2 separate regions of the Macaca mulatta genome follow, and region 1 is linked to region 2. A link is a contact called in public Hi-C data. All regions are on one chromosome and are shown on one strand. The core of a region is the stretch at or near the end of the contact, and the rest is flanking DNA. Distances in the headings are between cores, read along the strand shown.

Evidence for each region. Hi-C and Micro-C count contacts between places; a contact is called where the count stands out from the background.
Region 1: a Hi-C map of fetal cortical plate shows a contact between it and region 2, with 3 times the contacts expected there. The contact joins the enhancer-like site here to the promoter of FAM241B in region 2. A contact is called at or near these places in 2 of 14 Hi-C or Micro-C datasets (fetal cortex germinal zone and fetal cortical plate).

The regions. Positions count from the first base shown.
Region 1 is chr9:80,397,653-80,405,175 of T2T-MMU8v2.0, forward strand. HKDC1 (hexokinase domain containing 1) reads right to left here. Exons shown (of 17, transcript XM_028826569.2): 5 at 5,076-5,171; 6 at 3,472-3,571; 7 at 877-1,060. Among named protein-coding and RNA genes, the nearest start is that of HKDC1, 20 kb to the right of the region's middle. Within about 2 kb of position 2,284, at least 11 of the 40 cell types and tissues checked have an H3K27ac peak or open chromatin away from gene starts, as enhancers often do. A contact at or near this core is called in fetal cortex germinal zone and fetal cortical plate, where this site is marked.
Region 2 is chr9:79,993,915-80,001,797 of T2T-MMU8v2.0, forward strand. FAM241B (family with sequence similarity 241 member B) reads right to left here and starts at 6,026. Exons shown (of 3, transcript NM_001194460.1): 1 at 5,962-6,026; 2 at 5,670-5,800; 3 at 4,262-4,718. The coding sequence starts at 5,765. The coding sequence ends at 4,449.

The DNA of each region.
Region 1 (7,523 bases), core at 1,034-3,533, 400 kb after region 2:
CAGTGCCAGGAAATAAGGAATTATTTAAAGAGTGATGGAACATGTCAAAAGGACACAGGAGCCAGCTTCAGGGGCTTCCTTTGCCCAAATCTGAAACAATTTGAGCATCAAAATAAAAATGGACAGCAAACATGGAGGGAAGGTCCTGCCAGAGCCCCCACCTGCTGAGTGATGAGGCCTCCGAGAAAGCAAGGCGGCCGGCAGACATGTGAACACAAGGAGTTCGGCTGCGCCTGCCTTCTCCTCGCTGCCCAGGTGTGTTCTGCGGCCACACGTCCGAGTGCTCTTATCTTCAGTGCCTTTTATGCACATACGTAACCCAGAAATACTGACTGAATTAGAATTAGGGTTATTAGGGTTATGACTTAGGGAAATCTTTCAATGTCCTTGGCTCCTATTTCCTCATTTGTCAAATGAAACTGAAATACAAGCAATGCCTTAGAAATTTGTTGTAACGGGGCCGGGCATGGTGGCTCACGCCTGTAATCCCAGCACTTTGGGAGTCTGAGGCAGGAGGATTGCCTGAGCTCAAGAGTGCAAAACCAGCCTAGCCAACATGGCAAAACCCCAACTCCACAAAAAATACAAAAATCAGCCAGGCATGGTGGCGCATGCCTGTAGTCCCAACTCCTCTGGACGCTGAGGTGGGAGGATTGCTTGAGCCTGGAAGGTGGAGGTTGCAGTGAGCCAAGATCGGGCCACCGCACTCTAGCCTGGGCTAGAGAGTGAGACCCCGTCTCAAAAAAAAAAAAAAAAAGAAAGAAAGTTGTGATGGATAGCTAGTCACAGCTGGAGAGCCTCCCAGGCAGCCAGGGGACCTGAGTGATTGGGCCCTGCCTGATGCCGATGCCCAGATAACAGCAGAATGGAACTCACATTTGCTTTCCCGGGTTGAGAGAGCCGAGGTCCAGCTCCCTGTCGAACTCGGTGCGAATGTCCTCCAGGGCCCCATCGTCCCCGAAGGCCCCCCACTCTGTGTTGATGCACATCCTGCCCTCGTCGCCCTCCACCAGGTCAATGTTGCTCATGTCCTCCATGTAACACGCATTTGTGCCTGTTCCTGAACCAGGGATCAGAGAGAATATGCAGAGAGAAGGCTCCCAGCTGGGCACAGACAGAGAACTCTTGACGGCTGGGGAGTCCTCCTCAATGTACCACAAAGTGCTTTTCATGCCCTGGGGGCCGGCTCTCGCTGGGGGAAGCAGCTTGGGCAAGCCCCAAGCACATGGGGAAAACAGCTGACATGTCAAGTCTGCACTTCTCAGGGTGCTCAGGCTTTGCGGTTCTGAATGGAGTCAATTGTGAAGAAGTCCCCTGATGAATATGGATGAAAGCTGACGAAGCGCTCTTACAAGAGGATGATATATGAAGCTAATCTTGTAAATATTTTTTTCAGAAAATCACCAACCCAGGGTAATTTTGAAAATTCTTTCCCTATGCTACTTAGCTTCCTCTCTATTTGGTACTAAAAATATTCTTTACTTATGGCGTGCCACAAATTGTTTCTAGCAGAAGCTGCATGCTTATCTTAGACAGTGATTAGCTACCACCTAAGAAAGCAACACTCCGTTATGCAAAACACAAAATCGCTCCAAGGAAATGCCTCAAACACTTGAGCGCTGGGGAATGACTGCAAGTGGGCACCATCTTTTTGGACTCTTTTGGGAGGATAAAAATGTTCTAAAATCAGATTGTGGTGATGGTTACAAAACTGTATGTTTACTACAAATCATTGAATCGTACACCTAAAATTGGAGGACTTTTATGCCTCAATAAAGCTATTTGAATTTTCGGGGTTTTTTTCTTTTTTTTAGTATCTTTCCTTGGCTGATACTCTGGTGTGAGTATTTTAAATGCCAACATGGAAAATGAGAAATGTAGAAAAACAGAATGTAATGTTTGGAAAAAGCTTTTCTCAGAAATGCACAGACACTGTTTAGGCGTGGCCCCCCAATCTGTGGTTACCAGATGCAGCCACAGTGACAGACGGGTGCCATGACTGGCAAAGGCCTGATCCATCCCGAGGCTCCTGGAAACAGAAGGGCAGATGTCCCTCAGCTTTAAAGACCTGCCCTTCGGGAAAGCCAGGCTGAGGAGGGTCTTGAGGGACATTAAGAAAAAGCAATTCAGAAGAACTTTCCCCAGGAGGGGTAAAGGAATGGGAAAAGGAGAGGGGGATATTCAAGAACAACCTATAAGTCAGAGCCATTCAGCTTTACTGTACCCCAAATGCCTTCCCACACATTCCTCCGGCAGATCCCCTGGCTCTGGTGTGGAGACCACCCACTGGACACCCCCACTGCACCACGACCTCCCGGTCCAGAGCTGCAGTGCACCTTGCCTGACAGTCCAGTGGCCTCTTGGATGGTCGCCCTGCTTCCACTCTTGTCCCCAGTAATTGATTATCCACACAGCAGCCAAAATGGGCTTTTAAAAAATGCACATCCGGCTTGGCGTGGTGGCTCATGGCTGTAATCCCAGCACTTTGGGAGACCAAGGTGGGTGAAATCACTTGAGGTCAGGAGATTGAGACCATTCTGGCCAACACAGTGAAACCCCATCTCTACTAAAAATACAAAAAATTAACCAGACGTGGTGGTGGGCACCTGTAATCCCAGCTACTCGAGAGGCTGAGGCAGGAGAATTGCTTGAGCCCGGGAGGCAGAGGTTGCAGTGAGCCAAGATTGCGCCACTGCACTCCAGCCTGGGCGACAGAGCAAGACTCCGTCTCAAATAAAAAAATAAAATGGGCATCCATTTATCCATCCCCCCCCCGCAGAGTTCCCCAGTGCCTTCCAGTCTCCCTCAGGGGATAAGCCGGTGACCTTACAGTGACTGTGTCCACATCCTGTGCAATCTGCCCAGTCTGTGCACTCCCTCTCACTTGAATGGCCTCCGACTCTCAGCCTTCACTCACCTCATCCAGACACCACTTGGCTATTGGGTTCCCCCAGGACCCCCTCCCTGGACCCCTTCCCGTCTCCAAGCCTGTGGGTGTCCTCTTTCCTTTGCCAGGGACTCCTTATCCCCGGACCTCTACCTTGCCCCCTGGTTTGCATCACTGAGGTCCCGGCTCAAATGCCATCCCTCAGAGAGGCTTCCCTGACGCCTCATCTCACTCACAGTCACATCACTCTCTTTGGTGTCTTTTTTTCTTTTATCACGCTAACCACCACTTGAAATTATCTTAATAGTTTAGGCTCTCTGGGCCTCTCACCCACCTCCCCACTGAAAGTTCCCGGAGCACAGGAACTCCCCACTCAGAACCCAGTGCCAAGCCCAGGGCCCGGCACACAGCGGGTGCTCAGTAAACACTTGCTGAATGATGGATGAATGGATGAGTGAATGAATGAATTTTTCATGTCCCTATGTTGCTTCTCCTAAATAGTGTCAGTGCCCTTCCCACCGAATTCACTCATCCCCAATAGTCCCTTCTGCCCCACCCTCAAAACACCAGTCCAACTGAGTTACCGATGATGACACCAACTTCGCAGTAGGGGTCGTCATAGGCACAGGTCATCATGGTCCCCACGGTGTCATTGACCACGGCCAGGATGTCCACGTCCATGTCCTGCCGAACACAAGGCCAGAGGGCATCAGCGGGTGGGAAGGAGGTGTTTCCCTCCCTCCTTCCCCACAGAGGCAGCGGGCAGGGAAGGTGGCTGCTGAGACATCCCTAGATCCTGCCTGCTAGGCCTGTCTGAAGGAGGAAGACCTCATCAAGGTTCAGGGTCTAGGAGAGAGAAAGAGCCGACGGGAGCTGAAGCGGGAGCCCGTCCTCCTGCTTTGCGAGTGAAGGCCTCTGCAGTGGAAATATGAGGGACAGGCCACTAAGACTCCAGCCCTTGCTTTTTGTTGTTTTTTTTTTTAATTTAAAAAATTTTAGTTTTTAATCTACAGATAGGGTCTCATTATGTTGCCCAGGATAGAGTGTGATGGCTGTTCACAGGTACAAACACAGCACACCACAGCCTCAAACTCCTGGGCTCAAGTGATCCTCCTGCCTCAGCCTCCCGAGTAGCTGAGACTACAGGCACACATCACACCCAGGTTTCAGCCTTTGTTTGTGGGACCCTGAGAAGACATCGAGGAAAGCATGTTTATCCTGGGAGCAGTGGCATTTCCAGGAGAAAACACCAAAGTCCTCACCCACGGGGACATCTCAGCCAGCAGGCACAGACTCGGCCATGTCCTCCCTATGTGTGGCTTGGTGACTTCCTGTCTGGATTTCCTGTTCTGCCAAGTCGGCTTGGCTTATTGCACCAATATCCCCCAAAGTTTGGAAGAACATTTTAAAATAAAATGAGAGCCAGGCATGTGGCTTTTGCCTATAGTCCCAGCTATGCAGGAGGCTGAGGTGGGAGGATCACTGGAGCCTAGGAATTTGAGGATGGAGTGCCAGGCACTACCAGCCTGGGCAACACAGCAGGACCTCATCGCTAAAAAAAAAAAAAAAAAAAAAAAAAAGCAAAATGAAACCCATAAGGGAAAATGCAGGCTATAAAAGAATAAGATCCCAGCTTTAAAGAAAAAAAGACTGGAAGGCTATGCAGCAAAACATGCCTCTTGCTGTCAGGGTAACAAGCAATTTGGGTTTGTGTACTTTTCAGCTCAGCAAGGAGTGGGTCTTGCTTTTGCAGTAGTTTAAATTATTGTAAAATACATTCAACAAATAGGGATATTTAATGGACAAAGAGTGGACAGTGAAATACAGAACCAGCCTGGAAAGAATATGATCTTTTTGGCCTCAGAGAGGAGGGCGTGCAGGGCCTACACACAGCATTAGATCTAACCAAGACCTCCGGAAGAGGGCTGTGGCTGCTGGGGAGGCCCAGGGATGAGCTGGCCACCTTTCAATAGGGATTTGTGCAAGCCCCGCCTACCAAGGCTCTGTGGGTTCATCCAAGTTGGCCACATCTGTACTACAGTAGGACTTTTTCTAAGATCAATTCCTTCTCTGATTCTCCCTCCAGGCAGGCACCATATGTGACCCTTCACCCCACCCCCACCCCCTCCAACCCAAGAGAAAGGAACTAGGGCTGGGAGAGCCTCTCACACGGAGGTGAATTCCTCACCTTGTGTCTCCTCATGGCTTTGGTCAGACGGCTCACCACATCCGTGTCCTGAACTCCTCGTGCCTTAAACTTCTTTGTCCATGAAAGCAGGACACCCTGGGAGAAGATTTCAGGTCCAGTTTAAATGAAAGAGGTGCTGAGATGCGCAATGTGCAACTGAGCTGCAGAAACTTCATGCCTACATGCATCCCCCATGGCCTTCTCTTCTCTAAACTGAATCCCCCCAATTTTTTAAAACATCACTTCTGCAGCCTTTTCTAATAATTTAAATGACTGTATTACTCTCATCTGAGTGGTTTGAAATATATGGTAGCAGAAGGAGTAATTATTGAAAAGTTAGAGCTCTTGGATTCATGAGACATTAGACAAGCCGTTTAACCTCTCTGAGCCTCAGTCTACACCTCTGCAAAATGGAAATGTACCTCCCTACCTCTCTCAAAGGAATGCTCTAATGAAAATACCCGGTGTATTAAACATGCAGAACGCATGGTTTGCCAGGTCCACAGAACAGAACTAACATGGTGGAACCTTGCAGGACTGTCTCAGGAACTTAATTTCAACTTAGAAAACTGATTCCCAACCAGGCAGAGTGGCCCGCACCTGTAGTCCCACCTGCTTGGGAGCCTGAGGCAGGTGGATCACTTGAGGCCAGGGGTTCCAGGCCTGCCTGGGCAACATAAGGAGACCTCATCTCTTAATAAGGAGAACGAAAGAAAAATGGTACTCAATTTGCATTATCAATCATTGCTTACAAATGGTGTTTCCTGAGTTTCGTGTCTGAAATCGCAAATAATCATATAACATTTCAGACCGGAAGAGAACTTGGAAGTTAAGAGAATCGCCCAAGTCTTCTCAGTCAAGAGCAGCTGACCCAAGCTCACAAACTTCCTGACCACACCTCCTCCATTTCCCTCAATTTATGGATTTTAAAACCCTGAGATTGAGAGAGGGAGGAAATTGCTCTGAATCTCACCGCAAGTGAAGGACAGAGCCCTAGCAGAACGCAGGTCTCTGACTCTGGACCAGCCCTCAGGCTTTTTCCCTGCACCACAGCGCCGCCGTGTGGTAGCTCTCCCTAACTTCTGCCCTCATAGGCTATGACAACATCCCTGCCTCCCCGGACAGAGCCGGAAGAGATGCACAGGGTGGCTTTCTTCAAAAATCCTTGTTGCGGGGAAGGTGGATGGGGGAAGTGAGGGATAAATGCTTGTGATAGAATGTTAAATAAAAAAGGCAATTCCATACAACTGTACATTTTCTTTTTGTCTCAAATATTTGGTGACTGGAATCAACCATAGATTTCCTAAACTATAGATACAGGATAACACTTGTGCTTAATATAGCTATGAGTAAAAGAAAAACCCACAATTCTAGTGGTGGGAATAGTTGAATGTTGAAATGAGTGGTGATTTCTATTTTCTTCTTTAAAAGTTTCCATTCCTTCTCTCTTTTTTTTAACCTTGAAAAAGTATTACCATTTATTTTATTATCAGAAAAACATGCACACACACACACACACACACACACACACACACACACAGAGAGAGAAATTTCTCTTTGGTTAAGACTTTCTGTTCCCGACTGGATTAAGAAAATGTGGCACATATACACCATGGAATACTATGCAGCCATAAAAAAAGGATGAGTTTGTGTCCTTTGTAGGGACATGGATGCAGCTGGAAACCATCATTCTCAGCAAACTGTCTCAAGAACAGAAAACCAAACACTGCATGTTCTCACTCATAGGTGGGAATTGAACAATGAGATCATTTGGACCCAGGAAGGGGAACATCACACACTGGGGCCTATTGTGGGGAGGGGGAAAGGCAGAGGGATAGCATTAGGAGATATACCTAACGTAAATAACGAGTTAATGGGTGCAGCACACCAACATGGCACATGTATACATATGTAACAAACCTGCATGTTGTGCACATGTACCCTAGAACTTAAAGTATAATAATAATAATAATAATAATAATAAATTTTTAAAAAGACTTTCTGTTCCCTCAAAAATAAGAATTAAAAAAAGAAGTCAGGCTGGTCTCGAACTCCCGACCTCATGTGATCCGCTCTCCTCGGCCTCCCAAAGTGCTGGGATTACAGGCATGAGCCACTGTGTCCGGCCTCTCCTTGATATAATTAAATGCCCTTCCTTAGTTTAAATTTTACCTGAAAAATCTTTATTGTGATATGACACTAAACGGGTCAAAATGGGCCGGGCACAGTGGCTCACCACACCTGCAATCTCAGCACTTTGAGAGTCTGAAGCAGGAGGATCACCTGAAGTTAGGCATTCAAGACAAGCCTGGCCAACTTAGTGAAACCTTGTCTCTACTAAAAATGCAAAAATTAGTTGGGTGTGGTGGCAGGCACCTATAATCCCAGCCACTCGGGAGGCTGAGACAGGAGAATTGCTTGAACCCGGGAGATGGAGGTTGTGGTGAG
Region 2 (7,883 bases), core at 4,776-7,275:
GGGAAGCAGGCATTCAGCCCCCAGCAGGGCCCCTGCCCACCAGAGGGACTGAAGCTGGCCACAGGGCCAATGCAAACCAGCCCTGTGCCCCACCTGCCTGGGCACTTGAGGCAGTGGCCCTCCGGCTTCATCTCAAGCAGCTCCACCCTTCTCCTTCCAAGTTCTGAGTCCCTAAAGCCATCTGCTTTCAGCTCTGCCCCCAGTCTCAAAGCAGAGGCTCAGAGGCACACACACACCCCTCCATATACACCCCCTTTGTAATTCTTTGAAGCTCTCCCTCTACCTGCTTCTTGAACTTTCTCTTGCTGCTCTTTTGTGCACTGGGTGGCAGCACCAGGTGGGGTAGGCTTGCTTGTCCTACTGTCTAGACAGGCTGCAGATTCTCTATCTAGTTTTGGCAGCAGAGCTCTGCTGCCTCCCTCCCCTGCCCCCACTCAACCCTTTGAGAGATAACTGGATTTGTCACTTTGCAATTAAAATATGCATTCGGGAATGCAGGGAAGAGAGCTAAATCTTCATGACTGCGGCCCACGGCTGGGAAGCCACTGAGGCCACCCAGCTGGGCAGCTGCAGTCAGTATCCTCGCACCCACCTCTGTGCCCTCTGCCCCCACACAGCTGATCCCATGGGGCTGCAGGCAGGTCTCAGCAGATAGTGCAGCTGGGCATCTGCATCTGCAGCAGGTTTCCAGACGACGCTGATGCGGGTACAGCCAGAGGTAAAACAGAGGAGTGGTCAAGAGCATGGGCTGTGGGCCTCTGTTTGAATCCTAGCTCCACCCAGCTCGCTTTGGGTCCTACAGCAAGTTATAAACCCTCTGCCATGTCCTCTGCCATGAAATAAAGATGACAGTGACAGTACTTATGTCATAAGGTGCTAGTGACAATTAAATGACATAAATGCTTAGCACAGGGCCAGGCACTCCATACACTCTCAACAAACATCATCCAGTCCTGACACTCAACACCAGCAACAAGCCCCTCAGCTTCTAGGAGCACAGCGAAGTGGCTCTGTTTCTTCTCTAACAGCTGCAGGAGGGGCAACCCTGCTCTCAGAAGCCCAGCACTGCCCCAGTCAGGGCTCCCAGGTGCCTGGGACAAGGCGGCCACTCTGGAGCCAAAGTTGCCAGTACAGAAGCTGTGGGCCATGGTGCAGCACCTGTGGAGGCAGCTCGGGGGTGGGTGCAGTCCCCCTCTCCATGGTCCTCTGCCCACCTCTCACCCACCATGCTTTGGGTGATCCCCTGAAAGGCTCTGAGAGGTGGGCAGGGCCCAGATCGTCATCCCTTCACAGGGATGAGGAAACCAAGGCTCAAGACGCTATGTGAACTGTCCACAAAGAGCAGAGCCAGGCCTGCAAACAGGCCTCCTGTACTACCAGGTGAGCCATAGAGTGCAGGGGCAGCTTTCCTCCCGTCCTCAAGTTCAGGCATCCAAGTGGACAGAGGCCCTGGCCACTGCCTCAGGGCTTCCCCTCAGACCCATAGAGCTAGAAAGGCCCCAGAGAGGGAGCCCGACATCCCCGGCCCCCACCTATGCTAAAAGGCCCCATCCTGGCCCCAGTCAGAGGGAGGCAGGAGCTGGGAGACAGTTGCTTGGGGGAACTGGCAAAACCAGAGCCACTGTTTCACCTGATCTCAGGCTTGGTGTCCCCTTCAGGGAGATGATGGTCCCCACTTCCAGGACTAGCTGGAGGGTGGAGAGGGAGGAGCTTAGGGAGCCAAGGGCTTGGAATGTGTGGAGGGGACCAGGAGGCTGGCTGGTCCCGAGATTGAGCAGAACAGACGAGTCGGACCCCAGCAGCTCTACTCACCGGGTGGCCCCAACCAAGGAGTCAAAGCAACTCCCCACAGTGGGGCACTCCGCTCTTCAGCCCCACAGAGGCTGTGGAGGCCCAGTGGATCTGAGCTGCTGGCTCACATGGGTGGGAGTAGGAGCAGCTCTCCCCAGGAGCAGGGCTGGAAATCCAGCCTGCCACGGAGACGCAGGGCTTCGAGGATCAGCAGAAACCTCCCTGGAAATCTGCCCTCTTGGGCAGGATTGGAACAAGACAGGCAGCTCAGTGTGGGGGTCCTGTCACACAGCGGGCCGAGCTGGCGGTGGGCAGACAAGGAAGAGCCCACCCCCTCAGTGAACTTCTGATTAGGATGCTGAGTAGACCGAGGCAGAGGCTCACTCAGGCCCCTCAGCTCTGACCTGGCCTCCCAGAGGACCTAGCCTCTGCCTGTGCAGGGCACAGCCACCCCCTGTGAGGCCTCAGTCAGTCGGTGCAGGGGAGAGACCCGTTGAGCGCTTTCAGGCAGGCCAGAAGTACGCAGCCCCAGGCCACTCCCAGCTGCAAGCTGCATGACCCCAGGGGGCGCCTCCCCACACTAAGCTGCCTCTGTCTGCGTACCTTCAGACACTGGGCTTAGGAAGTGAGGCAGAGAAGACAGGTGGCTCAGAGAAGGGCCAAGAGGCCAATCCAACCAGAGCAGCTCTATGGGGCCTGGAGCTCAGTCAACAAACAGGGCAAGACTTCACCGCCTCTTGGTCCCCACCAACTGACTTCCAGCCCCCAGCCCTGCCCCTTAGGCCGGCTAAGCACCAAGCAAGCCTCAGGAGAAGCCATCTCTGCCCACTGTGGCCCCTGCCCACCTCCACCATGCTGCCTAAAGCCAGGGAGGCCCCTCTCCTCCCGCTCTTTCTAGTCAGGTGCAGAGGGAAGCCCTGCTCACCCCTACCTTCTCTAACGGACCCTAATTCTCAACGGGCTTGGACTTTGGGAAAGGACACTGAGTTCTAGAAAAAGGTATTGTTCTCAGCCCTGAATGTGAGGACTCAGATTCATATCCCCTCAAGGTATTTTATATATTGGGGTTTTCCACTCATCATTTATTTTTTCAGAGTCCTGCAGCTTTGCAAGGGGAAAATGAAAGGGAAAACCCACCCCTAAGAGAAGCTGAGGGAGAAGGGAGTTAGGAGAGTGGGGTATGGCCAGAAACTTCCCTGTGGCTGGCAGGCTGGAGTTGCAGGGGCTTGGAGCCAGGCGAGTGGGTGGGCCGAAGTATCAGGACAGAAGGAGATGCCATGGGGACCAGCTGAGACACCAGCAGGGCTGAGCCCCCAACTCCCTTTGTCCAGGTCCCAGGTGAGGAGCTTCTGTTCCAGACAGCATGGCAGGCTCTCAGATGGAGGGGTGGCCTCAAGCTCCTTCTTGCTCCCATCCTCCCCCGCAGACCCAGCAACTCCAAAACATGCCTTCCTCCCTGCAAACAACCAAACCCAGCGGATCCCAAGGAAAGGGTAAGAAACCTGGTGCCAGGAGTCCTTGGCTCAACCAGCCTCCCTCCAACCTATAAATAACCCTCCTCCCTCAGTGGCCAGGAGCCTCAGCCACCCAGTGCCTCCCCAGGCAGGGCTTCCACACAGACCCAGGGCTCACATGTCAAAACTCAAGGCCTCCTCTCCAGAGAAGCAGGGCATCCTCGTTCCATATGCACTGTTTTCTAAGGAGAATGCGCTGCAGCCAGGGGTAATGGGAGCCTCTGGAGGGTGAAAGAGGCTGAGTAGCCTCTGGTCAGGAAGGTCTCCTTAAGCAAGGGAGACCTCGGACCTGCACCCCGGCTCTCCCGACCCTGCAGCCTCACCAGTCATTCTGGCCACAGGAACCCTCCCCACAAAGCTGACCATGATGTCTGGCATCTCAGAGTGAGGCTGGAAGTTATCCACACATCAGGCAAGGGGTCCAAGCCAGATCTCATCTAGACTTTCTCTCCTAGTTCTACGATCCTACTGAGAAAATCTTAGAAACCACCCTGTGAGGTCAAATGCTTGCTGCTGCCCGTTCCCCAAACCCAATCCCTCTTTACCATGTTTTCCAGATCTGCGTGCAGGTGTACAGTTATTTATACATTTCTTTATATGGAGTCATTTTTACTTAAATCTATTTATTGAAAATGTCACAATAAATAGAATGCCAGTACCACCTGTCCTAAACAATAGGTAGCCAATAAAAATATACCATTAAAACAAAAACAGTGCTATAAAAGTCTGGAATTTTCCCCACCTGCCCTAAGCCTAAGTCCTGCTCCCTAGGCAGAGGAGACGTCGGCAAGTCTTCCACAGGCATCGGAACATGTTGGCATCCAGCTGAGATCTTCTCGGCATAAAGGGATTGAGACAACTGGGAAGGGCATCACGTTCTTGCTCTGATTTTGTGCTACTTAATGCAAGCCCCATTCCACCTCAGAATATGTCAGGGGAGCCAAGGGATCTACCCACACTTTGGAAATGCTGGACTAACGTCTCCCTCTGCCTCATGCTTACCACAAGGGGAAACACACACCTGTGGTCCCCTCTCTGATCACACTTTCGAGGCACCACCAGATCCCCTCCCAATATGCCTGCTCTCACACCAAGGCCCAGCAAGTCCCTCTCAACAGGCCCACCCGCATCAGCCCCCAGAGGTCACCGCTGACTCAGGTGGGACACCAGGTAGACAAGGCCCACCAGGAGGAGGCCACGAACACCAAGCATCATGAGCAGGAAGAGGAGCAGGATGGAGGTCACCGGCTCCACAGCATGGTTGCCGAGATGCCACTGCGGAAAGCCCATGTTCACCAGCTGCCGGTTGAGGTCATTGAAGGGGGACTGAGCAGCACCCAGCCTGGCACCTGCCTGCTGCTGGCGGGGGCCAGGACCTCCTGGGGGAGCACCATGGCCCCTGTTGAGGAAGCTCTAGAACATGAAGACAGAGACAGATGAATGAATCCTTGGGTTGAGGCACCAGCCAAGAGGCAACCTCTCTAGGCTGCGTCCTGCCCTTCCTACAGCCACCCAGGGTCACACCCTCCTTTCTCAGCAATCCCCCATGCCACTCATAAGAATCCCAACAACCAAGTCACAAGCTTTCAGAGCACAAAACATGCCAGTCTATATTCCTTACATCAGGCCCAGGACAAAGGAGAGAGGAAATGGTTGAGGCAGGTTGGACTACAGGGCATGGCTCTAGGGCCGGCATTTTTAATATTTATAATCACTCCTTTCTTTTTTTTGAGATGGAGTCTCACTCTGTCACCCAGGCTGGAGCGCAATGGCACGATCTCGACTCACTGCAACCTCTGCCTCCCGGGTTGAAGCAATTCTTCTGCCTCAGCCTCCTGAGTAGCTGGGATTACAGGCATGCATGACCACACCTGGCTAATTTTGTATTTTTTAGTAGAGACGGGGTTTCACCATGTTGGTCAGGCTGGTCTCAAACTCCTGACCTCGTGATCCGCCCACCTCAGCCTCCCAAACTGCTAGGATTACAGGTGTGAGCCACCGCGCCCAGCCACTCCTTTAAAATAATTATTCTGTGCCCAGGGCTCATCTCCTCTACTTCCTCTCCAGCTTCTCTGTCATGTAACTCACTCTTAAAAGAAAGACGCCAGCTCCAGTGAGATTTGCTAACCAAGTTAAAGGAGAGAGAGCTCTTGGGTGTGAAGTCTGGGGAGGCTGCCTGGAGAAAGGAGATCTGGGGAGGTAGACAATAAGCCACTGCATCTTCCCGAAGTCTTACCCAGCGCTCTGCAAAAAGGGTTTCAGGCTAGAAAAGGTTAGTGACCAGCAAGAGAGACTCCTGGAAGCTAGGAGTAAGCCAGTACACAGGAGGTCATCTGTCCCACTCCACAGGAAATGAGTACCTACCTGTCGAGGAGTGCTACCTCTTGGTGGCTGGGTAGTGGTCCTCACTCGGGGGTCGTCATCCTGCACGATTTCCCCATTGGCCAAGATCCGCACCATCCTCCCAGGCGCTCTGGGTCCCTGATGGGCTGCACCTGCATTGTGTGGTCAGGGTGGGTAGGCTAATGGAAGCCAAGTGGCGCAGAAGTTCTCCCCACCACAAAACCTTTAACTGTTAGTGATCTGGGACCAGACTCATGAAGATCCGTGGAGGATTCTTCCCCTGACCTCAAAAAGCCTGAAGGAAAAAATTTACCAGAAATTGAGGGAGGCTTGCGGTCAGTGATGCTCACAGCGGTGACCCACGCTGAGCAGATGCTATGTCTGATTCACAAAAAGGGGAGAAATAAAGGCAAGGTGTTTGCCAGGCAAAAAGATTTCAGACATGGAGTCCACCAGGAAAACTATCAAAAGGATCCTTGGCAAAGGAAGTTTTATTGCCAATCACTACACTGCCAACAGCACAACTGGGACTGAGCCCCTGCTGTGGCCCACGCCCCGTGGAAAGTTCATCCTGCAAGGCTCACCTCACTCAAGCCTCACAACACTCCCCCGTGGAGGGTACTAGCGCGGCCACTGTGTCACAGGCAGAGGCACAGGGAGACTTAAGTGGCCTGCCCGGGATCACACCTATGGGCAGCAGAGAAAGAACAGGAGGCCAGAAGCTCTGGTTCTAGGGCCCTCTCTGGGTACTAAACTGGGAGTCCAGGGCACCAGGATCCCCAATGGGGTTCCACTTCCCTTCCACTAAAAAATGGGTCGAGTGTGTTGCTCCCCCAGGGAGTCAATGTCACCACCTGGGCCTTCCCCAGGAACACCCAGGGAGATGGGGGTCACTTCGGGGTTACTTTACAACCACTGCCTGGTAGCGGCAGACCACACTAGCCACCATGCACCTCTGGGCTGGCTCAGAAAAGCATACCTTTGCTGCAGAGGGCACGCCCCTCACCTGTCCCTCACTTCGCAGGAAACACCAGTCCAACCTTGGCTAATGGGCCCAGCGCCCAGCCTTCCCAAAATATGGGAGGGGGGTTGCTGCGGTGACTCTCGAAAGGCTCCACTCCGCGGACGCCTGGACTGCGGGCCCCTCCACTCCTCCCCTTGAGTCTGGGTAAACGCCATTCGTTCTCAGGAGATAAGCCTCAGTGTCCATCTACGTTCTAGATAGCACTGGTGACATATATGCCAAAAAAGGTCAGGAGCCCCTGTTGTCTCGCCCGTAGTCCGGAGCCCGGGCCAGGCGCGTCCCCCTCCTAAAGCCCGCTGACCCTGGCGCAAGCCGAGCAGATGGTGGTCGCACGCAGTCCCTTTGTGCTTTGTCATCGCGCGGCCCGCAGGGTGGGCCAACCGCGGGCCCGGCCCGCGGCGCACCTGACATTCCAGGCCGGGGGCGGGAGGGACGCTGCCCAGGCCGCCACCCCAGCCTCTGGAGTCCGACACCGGCTCCAAGTCCCGGTCCAGGCTGCGGCGAGGGATGCGCTCCCTCCCCGGCGCGGCGACTCACCTGCAGGCGCGACTCCCGGCCTCGGCGGCGTCCACTCCCAGCTGCTCCAGGCGGTTTCCTCCCACCTGACCTCACAGGAAGCGCGCGCCAGAGGGGCGCGGCCCAGTGGTGGCGCACATCGCCCTCTGTAGGCCGCCTGAGGAATTGCACCTGCTCGGCCCAGGGTTGGGGGCGGCGCGGGGTGGTGGGGTTGGGGGAGGTGGGGCGTGGGAAGGAGTGGGAGGTGGGGATGGAGAGAAGAGAGGATGAGAGGAGAAGACACATGGAAAAGAAGGAGAAGAAGGAGGAGGGATAAAAGAAAGAAAAGGAAGCAGAGTTCACGGAGGAAAAACCCAAGGGGTGGAGGCGCAGTGGCCTGGGAGGAAGGGCGGGCGCAGTCTCAGATGACCAGTGTACGCTTGCTGAGCCAGCTCTGTGGATGCCCCTTGAGTAGGATCCAACCCTGCCCTCGAGGAGTTCCAAGTTCAGCGGGGAAGATGAGGCAGGAACGGGGCAGACCCCTCTATAGCCTTCCAGGAGAAGATGCGTTTGAGCTGGGACAGGAGGGTAGGTAAGGATAGGTAAGGTCACTCTTGGCAGAAGGAGCCACCTGCGGGGAGTGAATGATCTACCTCTGCCTCTTTCCTGATGTTTTAAAATCCACCCCTCCCCCACCACCTTCATAAGCTGTTCCC